Linked DNA regions of Zea mays: all the other regions are linked to region 1. The links are chromatin contacts, called in public Hi-C maps. All regions are on one chromosome and are shown on one strand. Each heading gives the region's core, a stretch centred on a gene start, on an enhancer-like site or on the middle of the called end of the contact. The rest is flanking DNA. Distances are from core to core; before and after follow the strand shown.

Evidence for each region. Hi-C and Micro-C count contacts between places; a contact is called where the count stands out from the background.
Region 2: a Hi-C map of tassel shows a contact between it and region 1, with 2.6 times the contacts expected there. The contact joins the promoter of LOC100283381 here to the promoter of LOC542166 in region 1. A contact is called at or near these places in 3 of 25 Hi-C or Micro-C datasets (ear, leaf and tassel).
Region 3: a contact with region 1 is called in a Hi-C map of leaf mesophyll, with 5 times the contacts expected there. The contact joins the promoter of LOC103626702 here to the promoter of LOC542166 in region 1. A contact is called at or near these places in 7 of 25 Hi-C or Micro-C datasets (bundle sheath, ear, endosperm and 4 more).
Region 4: a contact with region 1 is called in a Hi-C map of tassel, with 2.4 times the contacts expected there. The contact joins the promoter of LOC100283672 here to the promoter of LOC542166 in region 1. A contact is called at or near these places in 6 of 25 Hi-C or Micro-C datasets (bundle sheath, ear, endosperm and 3 more).

Annotation. Positions count from the first base shown.
Region 1 is chr5:91,222,421-91,226,810 of Zm-B73-REFERENCE-NAM-5.0, reverse strand. LOC542166 (4-coumarate--CoA ligase 1) reads left to right here and starts at 1,668. Exons shown (of 6, transcript NM_001111788.2): 1 at 1,668-2,479; 2 at 2,900-3,253; 3 at 3,350-3,548. The coding sequence starts at 1,799.
Region 2 is chr5:90,725,082-90,729,826 of Zm-B73-REFERENCE-NAM-5.0, reverse strand. It overlaps LOC100283381, which reads left to right and starts at 1,983. Exons shown (of 3, transcript NM_001156282.2): 1 at 1,983-2,250; 2 at 2,787-3,918. The coding sequence starts at 2,827.
Region 3 is chr5:91,729,439-91,733,697 of Zm-B73-REFERENCE-NAM-5.0, reverse strand. LOC103626702 (zinc finger protein CONSTANS-LIKE 3) reads right to left here and starts at 1,612. Exons shown (of 3, transcript XM_008647090.2): 1 at 751-1,612; 2 at 521-658; 3 at 1-384. The coding sequence starts at 1,362. The coding sequence ends at 13.
Region 4 is chr5:91,539,036-91,543,379 of Zm-B73-REFERENCE-NAM-5.0, reverse strand. It overlaps LOC100283672 (calmodulin binding protein), which reads left to right and starts at 3,035. Exons shown (of 9, transcript NM_001156573.3): 1 at 3,035-3,132; 2 at 3,247-3,363. The coding sequence starts at 3,272.

The DNA of each region.
Region 1 (4,390 bases), core at 419-2,918:
TAAATTTGTTTGAGCACGACTTAAAATTTTATATTTTAGAATAAATATTTCAAATAAGACGAGTGATCAAAGGTTTCATAAATAATCAACAACGTCTATATATTTAAGAACGGAGAGTAGTTAGGAAGCCAATTGACCGTAGGTATTAATTATGACTAGCTAATTTTTAATAAGGTATATTTTAAATCCATCTGTTAGCAGGTAGGTTTAGGGTTTTTTATTTGGCGTTGCTTAGTTTAAAATCCAATAACGAATGGAGTGAGTAGCTGTATAGTTTGTTAGAGGTGTATATGAACAATTAGCTCTTATTAGCACCTCTCCACCGTTGACGAACTAATTTTTAACACATCCACTTGCTAATAGTTAATTAGCTATCTCATTTGAATCCTTAATTATTAGATAGGGCCCTGGAATCTGTGATAACAGCATCATGTGGTCTGGTTGTGTGTACAAATTACATCATTTTGCTTCCCATGGAACTTAAAATGTGTTGATGGGGAATTGGGTGGAGGTACACCACACCAGTACGCCGGAAGGACAGTACATCACCTAAGATTGTCTTCAGTAGGTGACACAAAACTATAGATGATACTGTTTGTAGAGTGGAGCTTGAAATAATGAATGAGATAGATGATTGGATAAGGGATCTGCCGGAGATAAAGACATGTTCGATTGCGGGCGTATTGGAGGGGATTAAATCCCTCCCTATTCAAAAGGGATTTTAATCCCCTCCAATTCCCTCAATTCACCCCTAACCGAACAAGGCCTAAACAGGGAATTGACAATGTGCAAATGAACCGATATAGTACTACTAGTCAAACCCTATGGAAAGACAAAGCTTCGGGGTGTTTGGTTTCTAGAGACTAATTTTTAGCCCCTAAATTATCAAACACAGTGACTAAAAGAGGAATTATCTTTATTTTAGTTCACGTGTTTAACAATTTCAGGATAAAAAGGATGGACTAAAAGTTAGTCCCTAGAAACCAAACATCATTTGCATATGTTACATTAGGCTCTAGAAATGCAGAATGCTAAGGTGGCATTTGATTCGTTGAAATGGAACACAAACCGTTTACATGAGGTAATGGATATCAATATTTTGTTTGGTTGAGCTCTTTATAATAGTATTAGGTACTACTATCTAATCCAATTATAATTAGTAACTACTATTGCCGTTAAGAGCTTTCATTACCATTTCCTTAGCAACATATGAACTAAACAACACCTAATAGTCTCCAGTTCCACAACCGTTGTCCTGGACACATTCAGACACTCACTGTCACCAACCGCAGCCACGGAAACGCAGGCAGCGGGATGGCAGGCTGGCAGCTCTGATCAGTGCTCAGCTCAGCTCGATGGGGAGGAGGAATGGAAGACGTGCCACCACACAGCCGCTGATATTGGGGTTGGTAAACGACGTTGACGTGGCGCCCCCGTCCCAGTCAACGAACAACAGCCCCAGCCCAGCCTCTCTCTCCCTCCCTCTCTCACCAACCCCGTACCATAGCTCTCCTACCCCACCTCCCCCTCTTGGCCACTTCCAGCCGGGCCCCATCAGTCATCACCTCGAGGCCCCACTCACCAACTCCCCAACTCCCTGTCCTCCCCTGCTCGTATATAACTCGGCACCAGCCGGTCCTCTGCCCTCCAGGAGATCAGAGCCCCGGCGAGGTCGCACCGCACCAGCCATCGTCTCCTTCCTTCCTTCCTATACTACCATCCAACCAGCTGCCCAGCGCAACGTTACCTGCCCGACATCCGACAAGCCAGTCCATCCGGCAGCGAGCAAAGGTCTGAGATGGGTTCCGTAGACGCGGCGATCGCGGTGCCGGTGCCGGCGGCGGAGGAGAAGGCGGTGGAGGAGAAGGCGGTGGTGTTCCGGTCCAAGCTCCCCGACATCGAGATCGACAGCAGCATGGCGCTGCACACCTACTGCTTCGGGAAGATGGGTGAGGTGGCGGAGCGGGCGTGCCTGGTCGACGGGCTGACGGGCGCGTCGTACACGTACGCGGAGGTGGAGTCCCTGTCCCGGCGCGCCGCGTCGGGGCTGCGCGCCATGGGGGTGGGCAAGGGCGACGTGGTGATGAGCCTGCTCCGCAACTGCCCCGAGTTCGCCTTCACCTTCCTGGGCGCCGCCCGCCTGGGCGCCGCCACCACCACGGCCAACCCGTTCTACACCCCGCACGAGGTGCACCGCCAGGCGGAGGCGGCCGGCGCCCGGCTCATCGTGACCGAGGCCTGCGCCGTGGAGAAGGTGCGGGAGTTCGCGGCGGAGCGGGGCATCCCCGTGGTCACCGTCGACGGGCGCTTCGACGGCTGCGTGGAGTTCGCCGAGCTGATCGCGGCCGAGGAGCTGGAGGCCGACGCCGACATCCACCCCGACGACGTCGTCGCGCTGCCCTACTCCTCCGGCACCACCGGGCTGCCCAAGGGCGTCATGCTCACCCACCGCAGCCTCATCACCAGCGTCGCGCAGCAGGTACGTACCGTGGCCGGTGCTACTCCTTCCTCTCGCTATCGCTGCCGCCTTGGTCGCCGTCGCCGTCGCCGCCGCCGTGGCCACGGTGACATCACATCCCCATCCCCGATCCCTCTCCATGTGGGGACAAGCTGGTTGGCCCCACCTTTGCCGAGGAACATTCGTTCCAGCGTTGCGGGCTCATAAATAATGGCGTGCACTGCATTCACCCGGCGCTGGGTGCGCTGAGGCCGCAGCTTCCTCGATTTGTTCGGATGCGGCTGGTCCACCTCACCCACTGTCTCCACCGAACAAGTAGTAGTAGTCAACCGGACAGCCGCTTCGAGATTCGTGCCGAGACGATGCCTGTCCTTCGCATTCGAACTGTGTGTTGATACATGCTGAAACTGTGGGAGTGTCTGGCTGCTGATGAATATGAAGGTTGATGGCGAGAACCCGAACCTGTACTTCCGCAAGGACGACGTGGTGCTGTGCCTGCTGCCGCTGTTCCACATCTACTCGCTGAACTCGGTGCTGCTGGCCGGCCTGCGCGCGGGCTCCACCATCGTGATCATGCGCAAGTTCGACCTGGGCGCGCTGGTGGACCTGGTGCGCAGGTACGTGATCACCATCGCGCCCTTCGTGCCGCCCATCGTGGTGGAGATCGCCAAGAGCCCCCGCGTGACCGCCGGCGACCTCGCGTCCATCCGCATGGTCATGTCCGGCGCCGCGCCCATGGGCAAGGAGCTCCAGGACGCCTTCATGGCCAAGATTCCCAATGCCGTGCTCGGGCAGGTACGTCCGTCGTCGTCGTCCGAAGCTTTTTCGGTTTTCCTGATGACACGCGTTCCATTCCGTTCCCATTCCGACCAATGCAATGCAATGCAACAGGGGTACGGGATGACGGAGGCAGGCCCCGTGCTGGCGATGTGCCTGGCCTTCGCCAAGGAGCCGTACCCGGTCAAGTCCGGGTCGTGCGGCACCGTGGTGCGGAACGCGGAGCTGAAGATCGTCGACCCCGACACCGGCGCCGCCCTCGGCCGGAACCAGCCCGGCGAGATCTGCATCCGCGGGGAGCAGATCATGAAAGGTGCGCCGCACACCGCCCCAGCCGTTGACTTGTCATCTCATTTCTTTGCAGTTGCAGCTGTAGGCTGTATAGCGCTCGTGTTCGCAAAATATGGCCATCTATCCTTCGAATTCGAAGCATCACTTTCACATGCCATTAGCGCCACCAGCCAACCAAGCTGCGGGCACGCCACGCCTCTGACGCCGTCCTGGCGCTTGAGGCGACCTCGGCGCACTGCCACGTGGGCCAATGTGGTGCTCGTGCGCGCGTGCACCGCCACGCGGGGCCCCGCGTGGCTTGGGTACAGGTTGGTGACATGGACAAAATTTCCTGTTGGTCCGAGTACTTTGGCTGCAAAGAATCCGTTTGGTCCCTGCGGTTAGGGCCACGCAGCGACACACAGTCGCCTGATCGAACGCCTTTTTCCAAACCGACAGACAGTGAAATGGTGATTTGTCGTTTTCGCCATCGTCAATACGAGGGACCATCGGCATCGTCTGCAAAATCAAGAACGGCGAGCTAGAAAACTCGTGGCGTGCTCGGTCGTGTTAGCGCCAGTTTATTCGTAGCTGGAGACTTTGCAGGAGGGATCTGTTAGTGGCGGCCTGGCCTGGTCCAAGTTCCACCATGGTTAGCTGGACAGAGGAATCCATTCCCCGCACGCCACACGTTTCGCGTTCTCTGCTCCGCAGCCGCCAGCCGCGCGTGGTAGTTGGCCATTCGGGCGACCATGGCACTCCCTCTTTTTTTATTGGCAAAAACAAAAAAGAGTCATGTGGCCACCACGCCGCATGATTGAGTGGTACTGCTAGCTAGCAGGGAAGTCAAAAGTTTTGGTGAAGAAAGATGGACGCTCGTGGCCA
Region 2 (4,745 bases), core at 734-3,233, 500 kb after region 1:
GCTTCACTGCGAACTTCTAGAGATTACAATTTAGTTGGTTAGTGAAACAAAGACAACACGTAACACCACTCATTGTTGGAAACATAAGGTGTCTGAGATCACCAAAAGTTGGTGTGGCAAACTTAAGCATATGGAAGTAGATGTCATAGAGAACCTTGTTGTTGAGCATCGTGCACTTAACTGTGTTTTAACGAGCTGGTGAACAAAGAGCATGACGTTGTAGGGCTCCACGGTAGTATTAGACACCTTGAGTGACAAAAAAGACAGGGAGTGTTAACATCATTAGATCCGGATACTCCTCCCTGAATTGCTTGTTGACATGAATCATAATATCAGACATGAATCATAACATTAGACAGAACTGCTTTGTTGTTATCTGAGTTCAAATATTGTTCATTTTCAGGGAAAGGGACTATGGGGCAGTGCTAGAACACCCACCTAAGGATTTGGAGATTGCAATAGTGCAAGCGGAGCGTAATGATCGATGGGTCCCTAATGATGTTCAAAGGCTAAAAGCATTAACTATGACATAGTTCAAGCCTAATGTAGAAAAAGTGTCACTTCTCGTTCTCCCCAACTCTGGTTTGTTTGTGCTGTGAGTAGTATATTGTTTTTATTTATATTTCACTAGATTTGTACAAAACTCAATGTTGAGTATATGCTCACACTTTTTGGTGATGGTGTAAGGTGTTGAACAATGATATTCTTAAATTGAACAAAATGGTGTAAGGTATGTTCCTCTTTCGGGCTTCTCGCCTAACAAATAGACCTTGAGAAATCACTCCCAACACGACAGGAAGCCACATATAAAAAAGGGGACAAACAACATATAAAAAAGGGTCAGGCTCCTTATGTCTTATATGTTCTAACATTAACGAAACCACACATAATTTATGTACTAAATCTACATGTTTCTATGTCTTATATGTTCTAACATTAATAGCTTTCCTTTCTCTATAGCCTGTTTATTTTTATTTTATAGCTTTTGAATTATCCTTGCACAATTTTATTTAAGGGAGAGAACAAGAGAAGGAGAGGTGGAACAGGAACCGACTCGGCGTTGTGTCGAGGAAGAGGAGATTGTGTGGGAGCTAGAGGGTGAGCACAATGAGTGGCACCACTATCGTAACCCATCAAGTACGAACTCAGTGCTCTCTTGTATAGTGGAAGTTTGACCAAATGGATTGACATAGAAGTTAAATGGGAGCGAAGGAGCCAAAGTCGCTTGAGCTGCGTCGTGTCACCGTGTTGAGGAAGAGGAGATTGTGAGGGAGCTAGAGCGCGAGCACAACGAGTAGCACCACTATCGCGACCCGTCAAGTATGAATTCATGAACTCTAATGTATAATGGATTGAATATTGAATAGTTACTCATAAAATATGATTGTGTACTGTAACAACACACAAACCTATACCAATTGTTTAAATATACTAGTCATATATCCGTGCATTGCTACGGTTTTTATATATAACACAGGATAAATTTTGTTTTAAGAAATCACAAAATATATGTTTTCTATTGATTTGGTGGGTGTGAATGTGGAGCCAACAACCAAGGTTCAAACACTTAATTATACATAATTTCATCTTATTTTTTTACATAAGCTGCCCTATTATAGTAGTAGAGAAGAGATATTAGGAGTGTGGGTTGATTCTAAAGAAATGTAGAGTTTTTTTTTGAAAAATATTGATACGGGACGACCGTTGAAACTGGTGCTTTAATATAATAGAGATAGAGATAGATCGAGTTGATTCTAAAGAAATATATGTTTTTTTGAAAAATATTGACGTGAGATATGAAACTGGTGCTTTAATAATGTAAAGATAAAAAGTGGAGACACAGAAGAGAGGAGAGAGAAGAGATAGGTAACCGTATCAAATGGGACACATTAGAGCCACTTGACATGTGGTCCATCTTGCATCCTATACTCTTTTATTTTTTATTTCTTTTCTCCCCTTTGTCGGTTCTTCCACTTCCCGAATCCCGATCCATCCGCATAGCACTGAGGGCGGCGGCCGCTTCCTCTCCTCCGCGGCCGAGGTCGCTCCCCCGCCCGCCGCCTCTTGCCCGCGGCCGATCTCTTCCCTCCGCTCGCAGCGTCGCAGCCCGTAACGAGACCGCGCTCGGTTGAGCACCACCTGGGGCCCAGCGCCCCAGCGTCCTCGTGACCACCTCGGCGCGGCATCCGCCCTCTGCAGCCCCGGTGTCTCCGCGACCGGCTCCGGTGCGTCCGGAACGCAGCTCCACAGGTGGATCTCCGTCCGCACAGCGCCACGATCCTCTCTCTCCTTACCACGCCAACAGCTCGTCCCTCTCGGTCCCTCTCCGTCTGCTTGACTCTGCTCCAGCCTCAGGCCGGCCTTCGCCTCTAAAAGTTTCATTACATACCCAGCTTGTAGCTGTATGCTGCAACCCTAGTCTGCGTTGTCTTCTCAAACCTTAACGTAATTCGTAGGTAAAACCGTGCGCCCAAACCCTAACATCCTATTCGTAAGCATATCTGAATCTGATTATAAGTTTATATGTATGTATTATGCCTGCTAACTTAGATTGCTTTGCAAAAAAATATTGGGTGTACAACACCCATGTATTTTACTGGGTCTGCCCATGTATTATCAATTATCCATAAATTAGTGGAGTTCTCAAACAAAATGTAGAAACCTTTACTTGCCATATATGATATCAATACCAAACTGCTCTATATATATTTCATGTTTAGATGCATAGATTATCCACTTATTTTCTCTGTTGAACTTTACTAAATTCCTGCTACCTTGAATTACAGGAGCATCATTATTTATAGAATACGATCTACTTTATAGCTGATGACAATGTCTGCTTCTACTGCTGCAATTCGTACTGCGAATACAAATGGAAACCATGCAGTAAGTTCGGATTCACATTCTAGCCAAGATGCTAGGCAGCGAACAGCTGGTATTACAAAAAGAAAAGCATTGCCTTCGATTCTTCAAAAAATTCCTAGCAATGATCTGAGTCATACTATCCGAGGAGAATCAGTTCTTCAAAAGTCAAATTATTCTTCTGAAGGAAGAAAAGATGTGGTTGCTTCAGCAACTGCTGAACGCCAAAACAAAAACACTACAAATGTGGTTGCTTCAGCAGCTGCTGTACGCCAAAAGAAAAGCCCTACTAAACAAGAAAACGCCAACTGGGTAACTGCCTTAAGTGTGCTGGTGAAGCTGTGTCTTCTTATTTCAGCTACTGCTTGGATGGGGCAGGTGTTCTGGAGATGGCAAAGTGGTGAATTATCATTTACAACACTGGATATGGAGAACAGGCTATCCAGGGTGGAAGGGTTCAAGAAGACAGCCAAGATGCTTCAGCTACAGTTGGATGTTTTGGATAAAAAGCTAGAAAATGAGATTGACAAAGCAAAAGGGGTCATTGCTAAGCAATTTGAGGATAAGGGTAATAAGATAGAGAAAAAGATGAAGATTTTGGAAGACAAAACTGACAAGTTGGACAAGTCACTGGCTGAGCTTAGTGACATGGGATTTCTTTCTAAAAATGAGTTTGAGGAGATTTTGAGCCAGTTGAAGAAAAAGAAGGGATTCGGTGGTACAGATGATGAAATAAGCTTGGATGATATAAGGCTATATGCCAAAGATGTGGTTGAGATGGAGATAGCAAGGCATTCCGCAGATGGCCTTGGTATGGTGGATTATGCATTGGGATCTGGTGGTGCTAAAGTGGTAAGTCACTCAGAGCCTTTCATGAATGGCAAGAACTATTTACCTGGTCGCAGCAATGTGCACACAACAGCCCAAAAGATGCTGGAGCCAAGTTTTGGGCAGCCAGGAGAGTGTTTTGCAGTGAAAGGAAGTAGTGGGTTTGTGAAGGTGAAGCTAAGAACAGCAATAATTCCTGAAGCCGTCACTCTAGAACATGTTGACAAGGTAAGGTTATTGTGCTATACACTAATATGTAGACGACTAAACAAGTATCTATTGCTATTTATTTCAAACTTTTGTATCTAACTAATTTATATAATTGAATCATTAGGTATTTTCATCTCAAAATGTTCTTGTAGCAAACATATATCCCACCGAAGTCGGTGTGTAGGATTTTTTTTTCTAAAGACGCAGAAGTGCTCCGTATCATTTCATTAAGGAAAAAGTACAAACAACATAGAGGGGCCAAGGGCCAGCACCGAAAACTCCCAATTACAGCCGCGCCAGGCACACACTAGGGAAACGACCAAAAAAAGAAGCAACATACTTAGGTGCTCAGCCCCCACTATCCTGGGCCTGGCGTGCAGTATGCTAAGCACCGAATTGCCAGCTAGGCACCACAGGTTGCACTCTTTCTCTATTTCATGGCTAACCACAGAAACACTAGATCTCATCCCCTCAAACACACAAGCGTTCCTGTGCTCCCAAAGCTCCCAGTCAACAAGAATGATCATAGAGTTGAGACCCTTCTTAAGCTCCCTAGTCACTTGACTGACTGCCCCGGACCACCAGCCTGAAAATCTCCTAACATCAGGCTGCGGTGCAAGAGCAGGCAAACCCAGGGCAAAAAAGAAATAATGCCCAAACTTCACAAGAGAAGACACAGGAGACTAGAAGGTGTTGCATCGTCTCTTGCTCATGGTCACAAAAGGGGCAGACCATGGGGTGTGGAAGCCCTCATGTAGCCAATCGATCCGTCGTCCAGCATCTATTCTTTATGGCCAACCAAATGAAGATTTTGCACCGGAGAGGGGCCCATGCATTCCAAATCC
Region 3 (4,259 bases), core at 363-2,862, 510 kb before region 1:
CGGCACGCGTCATCAGAATGTGGGCACGACGCCGTAGCCGGCGGCGAAGTCGAGCACGTAGCGGTACGATGGCTGCGGCTGCGGCTGCGGCTGCGACCGCGCCGGCGGAGCCGGCGCGGCAGCCTCGTCGAGGTCGGCGTCGGCGTCGTTGTCATCCGCGCGCTTGGCGAAGCGGCCCTTGATGCGCGGCCGCGACTCCGCGTAGGCCTTCCGGGACGCATAGCGGATCGTCTTCTCGAACCGCCGGTTTTTCCGTTTCTCGCGGTAACGCATCAGCCGCGCCTCCCTGCTCTCCGTGGCCGTCGCCGGCGTCGGCGTCGCGAGCCTGCCCGCCATGACCCCGTCACTGCGCTCCGGCACGGCGCCCACGTCCAAAGACGACAGCTGGACATTACCAGAAAACCAAGTTCAGATCGGTGCACCCTCCATGCATGCACTTACGTGCTCTTCGCGTTTTGATCGCAAAGCAAAGCAGACTGTTCTGTAGCTGGGACTGGGAGCGCAGAGCACATGGCCTTACGCTGTGGGTAGGAGTTGCAGCGTAAGGCAGGTACGCCGCCTTGGACTGCGCGAAGTCGAGCTCGATGACGCCGCCGGTCACGCTCCCACCGCGGCCGCACATCACGTCTGGGACCAGGCCGACCTCCGACGACGAGCCCTGCTCGACCAAAACCAAAGGAAGATTAGGAATAGAAAAACAATAATCACGAGCACGGTGACAGAACCACTTCACTAAAAAGGCACGCTTACGCTGTGGCCCAGCGACGCCGCCGTGTAGGAGCTGTAGGACGGCTGCTTGGCGGCGACGGCGACGCCGCCACCAAAGTCGAAGTCCACAGCGGCGCCGCAGTTGGATCCATCGTTCGGCACGACGCTGTCGGCGTGCGGGAACCTGGCGAAGTCTTGGGCGAGGAACGGGTCGACCACGTCGTCCGCGAACAGGAGGTCCAGCTTACTGGCGTCGACGACGACCTTGGCCGCGTCGCCGCCGTCCTTCCCTTCCGCGGCAAGGCCGAACAGCAGCGCCGCCTTCTCCGCGGCGGGATCAGCGGCGGCGCCGATGGGCTGCACGGGGACGCGCTCGTGGCGGCGCGCCAGCGGGTTGGCGTCGTGGATGTCGGCGTCGCACGCGGCGCAGAGCGCGGCGGCGTCGGCGCGGCACGTCACGGCGGCCGGCGCGCACTCGCACACCTCGCAGACCCACACCCGCTCGTGCCCCGCCCGCGCGTGCCCCGCGTCGCACCCCCCGCACAGGTACGCGCCGCCCGGGCACGTCCGGCAGTGCGCCGCCGCCGGCGATCCGCCGCACGCCCCGCACCGCCGTCCCCCCAGACCCCAGTACCTCCCCACCAGGGCCTCCATCGAGCGTGACGACGATCTCCTCGGTCGCTCCCAGCCGGCAGCCGTGAAAACCGTGTGGGTGGCACCTACTACCACTGCTTTCTTGCTTGCTTGCTACTAATGGCAGGGATTAGCAGGAAAGCTTGCGAAGCTGGGGCAAGCTGCGACTATTCCTTGCTTTATAGGGGAAGGAAGGAGAAGTGGAGAAGAAGCAGCAGCAGCAGTCGCAGCCGCGCGCGCCCGCTGTCGCGCGGGTGGGCGCGCTTGTCGAAGGCGGAGGCCGGAGGAGAGAGAGAGTAGATAGTACCGGTAGGTGGGGCATGGGCGGCGACGGTGACGTGGGCTTGGGGACACGTGGGCCGTCGCGGGCCAAGCGAAAACACGAGAAATGTTGATCTCGTGGATTTTTGGGTGGCGAGGGCCCACGTGCCGATGCCGGGTCATGGGAGCCGTGGGGCCCGCACGAGCTATCATCCCTGGTCTTGGCCGCCAGTGATTAGTACTAGGTCATTAGGGCATGTACAGTGGTGTTTAATATGGGGGCTCTTAAGGTGTTTTAGGGGGTTATTTGCAAAAAAATCTTAGAGTCGTCTCTCCGTGAAGAGACGCCTCTGGCTCGTAAACCAAGTAACAACAGACGCCTTACTTCCCACTGTACGAGTTTGTCGTCTGTTCTATCGATCTGATGCTATACAAATACATTTAATTCTGTATTTATTAATAAACTACGTTTATAGACACTCCATTGTACAATAGAGTCTCTTAGTTGTCTCCTGTACTTGGAGAACCGTTTTGGTGTCTCTCCACTGTACATGCCCTTAGACGGCAAGGGTCCGGATAATTGCTGTACGGATACGCTGTTTAATCATAGCATCCCTGCCGCTTAATCGCGACTTTAAGCCTAGTAGTTTATTTAAGCTTATGACACGAGCTAATGAACTGATAACCTAGCTAAAATACTTGACCAACGTAATTTGCGTGAGTCTGAGTCCGTAAACGATAAGATCGAGCGGGGAGAAGAAGATATTACGACGTACGAAAGCGGCAACTCTGACGCGACGACAGCATCACCACGCGGTTAACCTCGAGAGAGGCGCTAAGAGACAAGGTCTAGCTTTATGGTGAGCTGTTGACGTGGTCGTTTTGGCCGGCGGCCAGTATGTCAGCTACTAGCCACCGCCCGCGTTGGCAATCAAACCCACTTGGGACTCTGAAACAAAATTCTAGGTGGGACGCCACTATAAAAAAACAAATTATGATAACTAAATCACTAGATAAAAATAGCTTCATAATAATAACGAGATTAAGTGATAGTATTAGGAGCGTTCTAAAATGATATGAATATCAGAAAACCTTTTTAGCCACCCTATGGGAAAAGCGGAGACAGAGGGAAAGGGTTGGCCCAACAAGGGGCGAGGGGAGAGCTCCGGGGTGAAGCGACCGCATCGACGCATCGCTGTGGCAAGTCTGCCTCGAGATGGCGACGATGAGGGGGCAAGATATGAGGGGCAGCGAGGGCAAGCGAAGGTAGGCGGTGACAAGCGACAACATTTGTTGCATTGCAACGACGTGGTGGGACCCTGGTGACTTAGTGAGCGCAAATGGTGGTGGCACCCTGGTGCCAAGGCAAGATCCCACCAATAGCATGTATGTCAGTTGATGCGGACTAGGATGTAAAGTAGTGACACTGTGTGTGGGATCACGACAACGCGATGAACTGACGAGTGGCGAGATGACAAGGTGACACTGGTAGTGGACGAGTTTGGTCACTCACTACCATTCCACTCATGACTGAAGGAGCGATCGAGCAACGAGTAGCTAGCCATTAGGGGAAGAAATCGAACGACTTGGATGGAGAGCGGGTTGAGCAATGGACTATCGAGAAAAAGTTAGAACAAAACTAGGTTTCTTTAGATTTGGTTGTACCTACTACATAAAAGTTTTTTTTTATTTTGATGTATATCTATAGATAGCCAATAAGTCGAGGCATGCGCGCCCAGCACCCATCTCGCTATTTGGGCCCGATCCGAGCCCGGTATGGCCCGGTTCAATGCGGGCCCGGGCCTCGTCCGGCACGGGCAGCGTGTCGGGCTCGTTCCAAGTTTTTGGCCCGTCCGGCTAGCTCGAGCACGACCCATTTCTAAACAGGCTAGAACTCGGTCGTTTAATAAGACAAACATTAAAAAAATAGTTCTATTTTTTATTTAAAGTCTATCATTTTTTGTGAAATGTGTATTATTTATAATATATGTTATTCTATTTAGTTATATTCTTCAATTATGATTTATAAATATATTCAATTTTTTATGGTGACCTAATTTTATGCTTGATTTATGCGTTGGCGGCTTCGAGCCGCCACGATGTTCATTTTCGGGTCAGGCTTACCAGGTCAGCCCCGCCCCGGTTGGACCCATCCCGTGCCTTCAGCGATTTGAGTAGTCGGGCAGCCCAACCCGCCAGGATAATTAATCGGGCCTAACCGTGCCATGCTTAAGCAGACCGTGCTTCAACGGGCTCGGGCCGGTATGTGCGACCTGTTTGGACATCTTTATGTATATCTAAATCTAGGTATAATCTATATCTATATCATACTTAAAGCACCAGTTTCAACGGTCGCCCCGCGTCATTTTTTACAAATAACCCCTCACAGCTATTTCAAATTAACCTGCACGCCTATAGATGGTCAAACGGCGACCCGGCACGGGCCAGACGCCCGCGGGCCACAACTCTGGCCCAGACACGTCATGCCGACCTGCTGACTGTGCCGGACCAGCCCGTTAGCCTGTCGGCCCATTTGATTAAATCAACGTAAAATGTTAAAAAATAGTGCAGAAGGTGGGGTTTGAACCCATGCCTTGATGGAAGAAGAGCGGGAGACACTAGGTGAAGCTGTCTAATCAGTAAAACATCATGCTCAG
Region 4 (4,344 bases), core at 1,786-4,285, 320 kb before region 1:
AAGCAAAGTTAGCAGACTTGCAAGCTGAGTTTGATCTCAAGGATCTAGGAGTGTCGCATTATTTTCTAGGAATAAAGGTAGAACAAATTAATGAAGGAATTCTATTAAATCAGAGAAAGTATTCTACAAGAATCATATAGAAAGGAGACATAGAAAATTGTAAATCAATGAGCACTCCACTTTCTGTCTCTAAGAAATTTTAAGCATACAGTGGTATTCCTCTTGATAATAAGAAGCAACAAGATATATAAATGTTGTAGGTGCACTATAATATCTAACCCTTACAAGCCTGTTTGGTTCGCGGTTAAATCTGCCACACTTTGCCTAAGGTTAGTCGTCCGAATTGAATAACTAACCTTAGGCAGAAAAGTTAGGCAAAGTGTGGCAATTTATGTAGGGAACCAAACATGCCCATATATATCTTACATTTTTGGTGATCAAGGTTTGCTAATACCTACATGTGCCAACAACTAAACACATGGTCACTGCTAAAAGAGTATATATATATATAAGGAACTATTGGTGTAAAAATCATGTTTGTAAGAACATTTTTTGATGTAGATTGAGCTAGTTGTATTGATGATAGAAGGTCAATATGAGGTTTTGCCATCTATTGTCTTGTCGAGAATCTAGTTTCCAAGAGTGCTAAGAAGTAGTTGACAATGTTTTGATCTAGCACTAAGGTGGGGTGCAAATAGTTAGCAAATGTTGCCATAGAAGTAATTAGGGTAGAAACAATTATAAAGGAACGTGGAATAGTTCAACATGAAGTATCGAGTTTGTGGTATGACAACTTAGGTGTGACCTACATGTCATACAATCTGAATTTTCACTCTCATACTAAGCACATTGAGATTGACTATCATTTTGTGCAAGAGAGTAGCCAACAAGTTGTTACAAATCAAGATAGTTTCATCAAGAGACCAGATAGCTGCTAGCTTTACAAAGTGTTACAAGTAAGAAGATTAAGAAAATTTTAGTACAACCTCGGCATGGGTAATTCTGACCGAGGGGAAGTGTTAGAAGGAGTAACATAGTTTGTTAGAAATCAATCTTGGTTTGACTGTAGTCTATCTCTAACAGAGTTGTAAACGACCAAGACATTATCTATGATAGAGTTGTAAATGTCCAAGATTTTTACATAGATTTTTAACTATGATAGCCTTTTTATCTAGAAACGAATTTTCCAACTCCATCACAGATTTTTACATATGATATTCTCTATTACGAAGAAAACCACTTACATATCTCAATATCATAAAATTGCACTCGATATTATAGGATTATATCTCTAAATGCAAGAAGATGGTATTTTTAGCTATACAAAAACATAGTACAATGCTAGGAAATCATTCTATTTCTTAATCAAAATAATAATTACCTCATTTATCTAGGTGGCATACAATACATGTGTGTATAAGCGTATTATCTTTGTGAGAATTTTTTTTAGAATAACAATAAACATTTCCCTTTCATTTTTAAAAGAGGACCTCCCCATTTCTATTATATTCATAACAGGAAATACAACTAAGTTTTGGATGTACCCGCCAACATAGACAGATACATCAGAGACTTATGGCAAATCATAGAAACTAGACGAGGATAACATTTTTCCCAGTGGCATTCACCTGATTCAGGTTTACCCACCAGAACATGGACCTTCCCAATCACATACAAAGTTTAAGTTGGAGAACCAATCATCAGACACAAAGTTTGAACTAAAACTCATTCAACACCATGACAAAGTGCGCCGAGTAACATCTATCCAATCGATACATGTAGCCTACCGAAAATGGTGCCGCCATTGAATCACTCGTCCTGTGTTGGATTACCATCATCATCATCAGTGTTGACAACACCTTCAATCAGATTATCCACTTTTGCATTTGCAACATGAACCAACAACCTAGCTCCCTCTTGAAGCAAATCCTGAAGCTCTTTCTTGCTTAATCCTGTCCAGTAAGTGATCAATGAACAAGCGGGTCAAATAATATCATTAGGTGAATTAATCAATACATTTTCAAAACACATTCTATTCCTTGCTTCCCAGATGTCTCAACATATGGCTGATACACCAACAGATACGAACATGTACATATGGCATATTTTTTCCAAGACACAACCAATAATGATCAATATTCATAGATATATATTTTGACTTGATGCAATTAGATACCTTTCCCAGATCACTCTATCAGTGAAAAATAGATTCCTAGCACGAACAACAATATGACCATTTCCCTATAATGAAACATGAAGCGTCAATTTAGAAAAAGAACTTGTTATTTTCTCATTTTCACTCACAAGCTTAGGCCCCATTTGGGATGCGGGGTTTCTCCGGTTTTCAGTGTTTTTACTGTGAAAATAAAATGATTCTTATAAAATTTCTGTATGTTTTCTCAGAAATTCCTGCATTCCAAAGAAGGTTTTAGACCGAGTTTGTTAACTATAGATTCTGGTGATCAGACGAATTTTATGTGATATAGATCCAAACGTTCTATTTTATCTGTCTTGGATAATGTGCCTTAAGAAAGATTATAATTATTAATCTTCTCTCAAATGTTCTTGGATAGAGTGCCCTGTTCAAATTCTAAAAAACGGCCGGCCCTATTCACGTGTTTATTATGCTCTTCAGCCTGCTCCATATGGCGGTAATCGTTGTCTCCTTTCCTCCTGCCCCCGCCAGAAGATCACGCCGTTCGTGGACCGGTCGCGGCGCCGGGCGCCCGCTCCGCCGCGCTATCCTGCCCTTGCGATATTTGCGTGCGCCGAGACCACGTCAGCCAACCAGATAACGACGTCACTGTCACTGTGGGGGCCCGCAATGTGCTGCTTCCGCTTTTTCGTTTCGCCCCGCGCCGCCACTATACCCGTTCACACACCGTATATACGTCGGGTGGGACCTGCGTAAAAATCCATGTCCGGGCCCAATGCCAGTGATCGATTTGCGATGGACGAGTCGATGGCCGGGTGCGAAGTGTCGGGCAGTAATGTATACTATAGTATATAGGTTCATTTCCCCTACCACACATCGAACTGTGTGCGCGGTCGGTCGCTTCCCTTCCCTTTTGTCCGCGATCTGGGCTGGCCCTCGTGGCCTCGTCCCGTCTCCGATTCCGGCGTCCGAACCAGGTGAGCGACCTCTCCAGTCTCCCACCCCCCGTCTCAACTACTTCTTCGCACGCGCCGAATTGTAGAGGCCTAGAGGGGCGGAATCTGACGCGAGTTTCATTGGATTCGGTGCAGATTCGCCCGGGCCTTCGTGCCAGCGATGAAGGAGAAGCGTGGGCTCGAGGACGCCGGCGGGGGCGCCGGCGACGGACGTCCTGATGCCAAGAGGTCGCGGCCTCCGGCACTGGCCAGGTGAGGAATTCTCGGGGTTCCGCTTTTGTGCGTGTTTAGCTTCGTGATGTGCTTTCTGTTTGACAAGCTGTGGAATTAGTTGCACGAATGGGGAAAACGCCGAACGCTATTGGGAGCTTTGTGACTTCAGTATTATATACTATTCGGAAATTTGGGCCTGGATTACGTTTCAGCTTATCTGTTGTGGTAGTGAGTACCTGTGGAAATGGTCCCGTTTGTTTTTTTTCGTGTTTCCTTTGTCTTGGGTGAGCTGAACTCGAGCTGATATCATCTTCAGTAGCTACCGGTGACTGGTCTGTGCTAACATCAACGTTTAAGCTAGGGTTTGGTGTAGGTTGTTGGAGAATTGGCTGGAATGATGGCAAACTGGTTGGCTGGACCGTAGAATTTGGAAGAAATATTGATCTTGGTGTTAGTTTTTTTATGTAACAGTCTCAACTCATGAAAGCATGTACCCTAGCATGGAATATTCATAGTGCCACCTTGTCCAAAATGGAAAGTATTTGTACCGTTAACATCGACCTAATGTTCCGTTAGTTGGACACGAGTAATAATGCTTTGGCCGTTGGGGTTTCGGTAAATCAGGTAATGCCCCTGTTTATTTCAAAGTTGAAGTAACCGCTGTCGAATGTGTGTTACCAGATAAGCAAAGGAATCGAGCCCAGCTTGGTTCGTTAAGGGTGTAGTTCAGTGGCTGCATGCTCAGCCCACTCAAGTTCAATTCGACAATTCCTTTTCAATACAGATTTGGGTACCTGTTTAAAGTCACTTAATTTCTCCAAGTTTGGTCTACGTTTCTAGGAGTATCTAAAGATCTCAAGTGAAATTAGAGCATGGTAGCCTATGCAAACATACAGTGTTGATGGATATGAGTCTAGATTGATTCAGGGACACATGAATTATTGTAAAGCCGTAAGTAGGAATAGAGTTATCAATCTAATAACCAGTGTTATAATTCAGTTGCATATACGATATACCTGT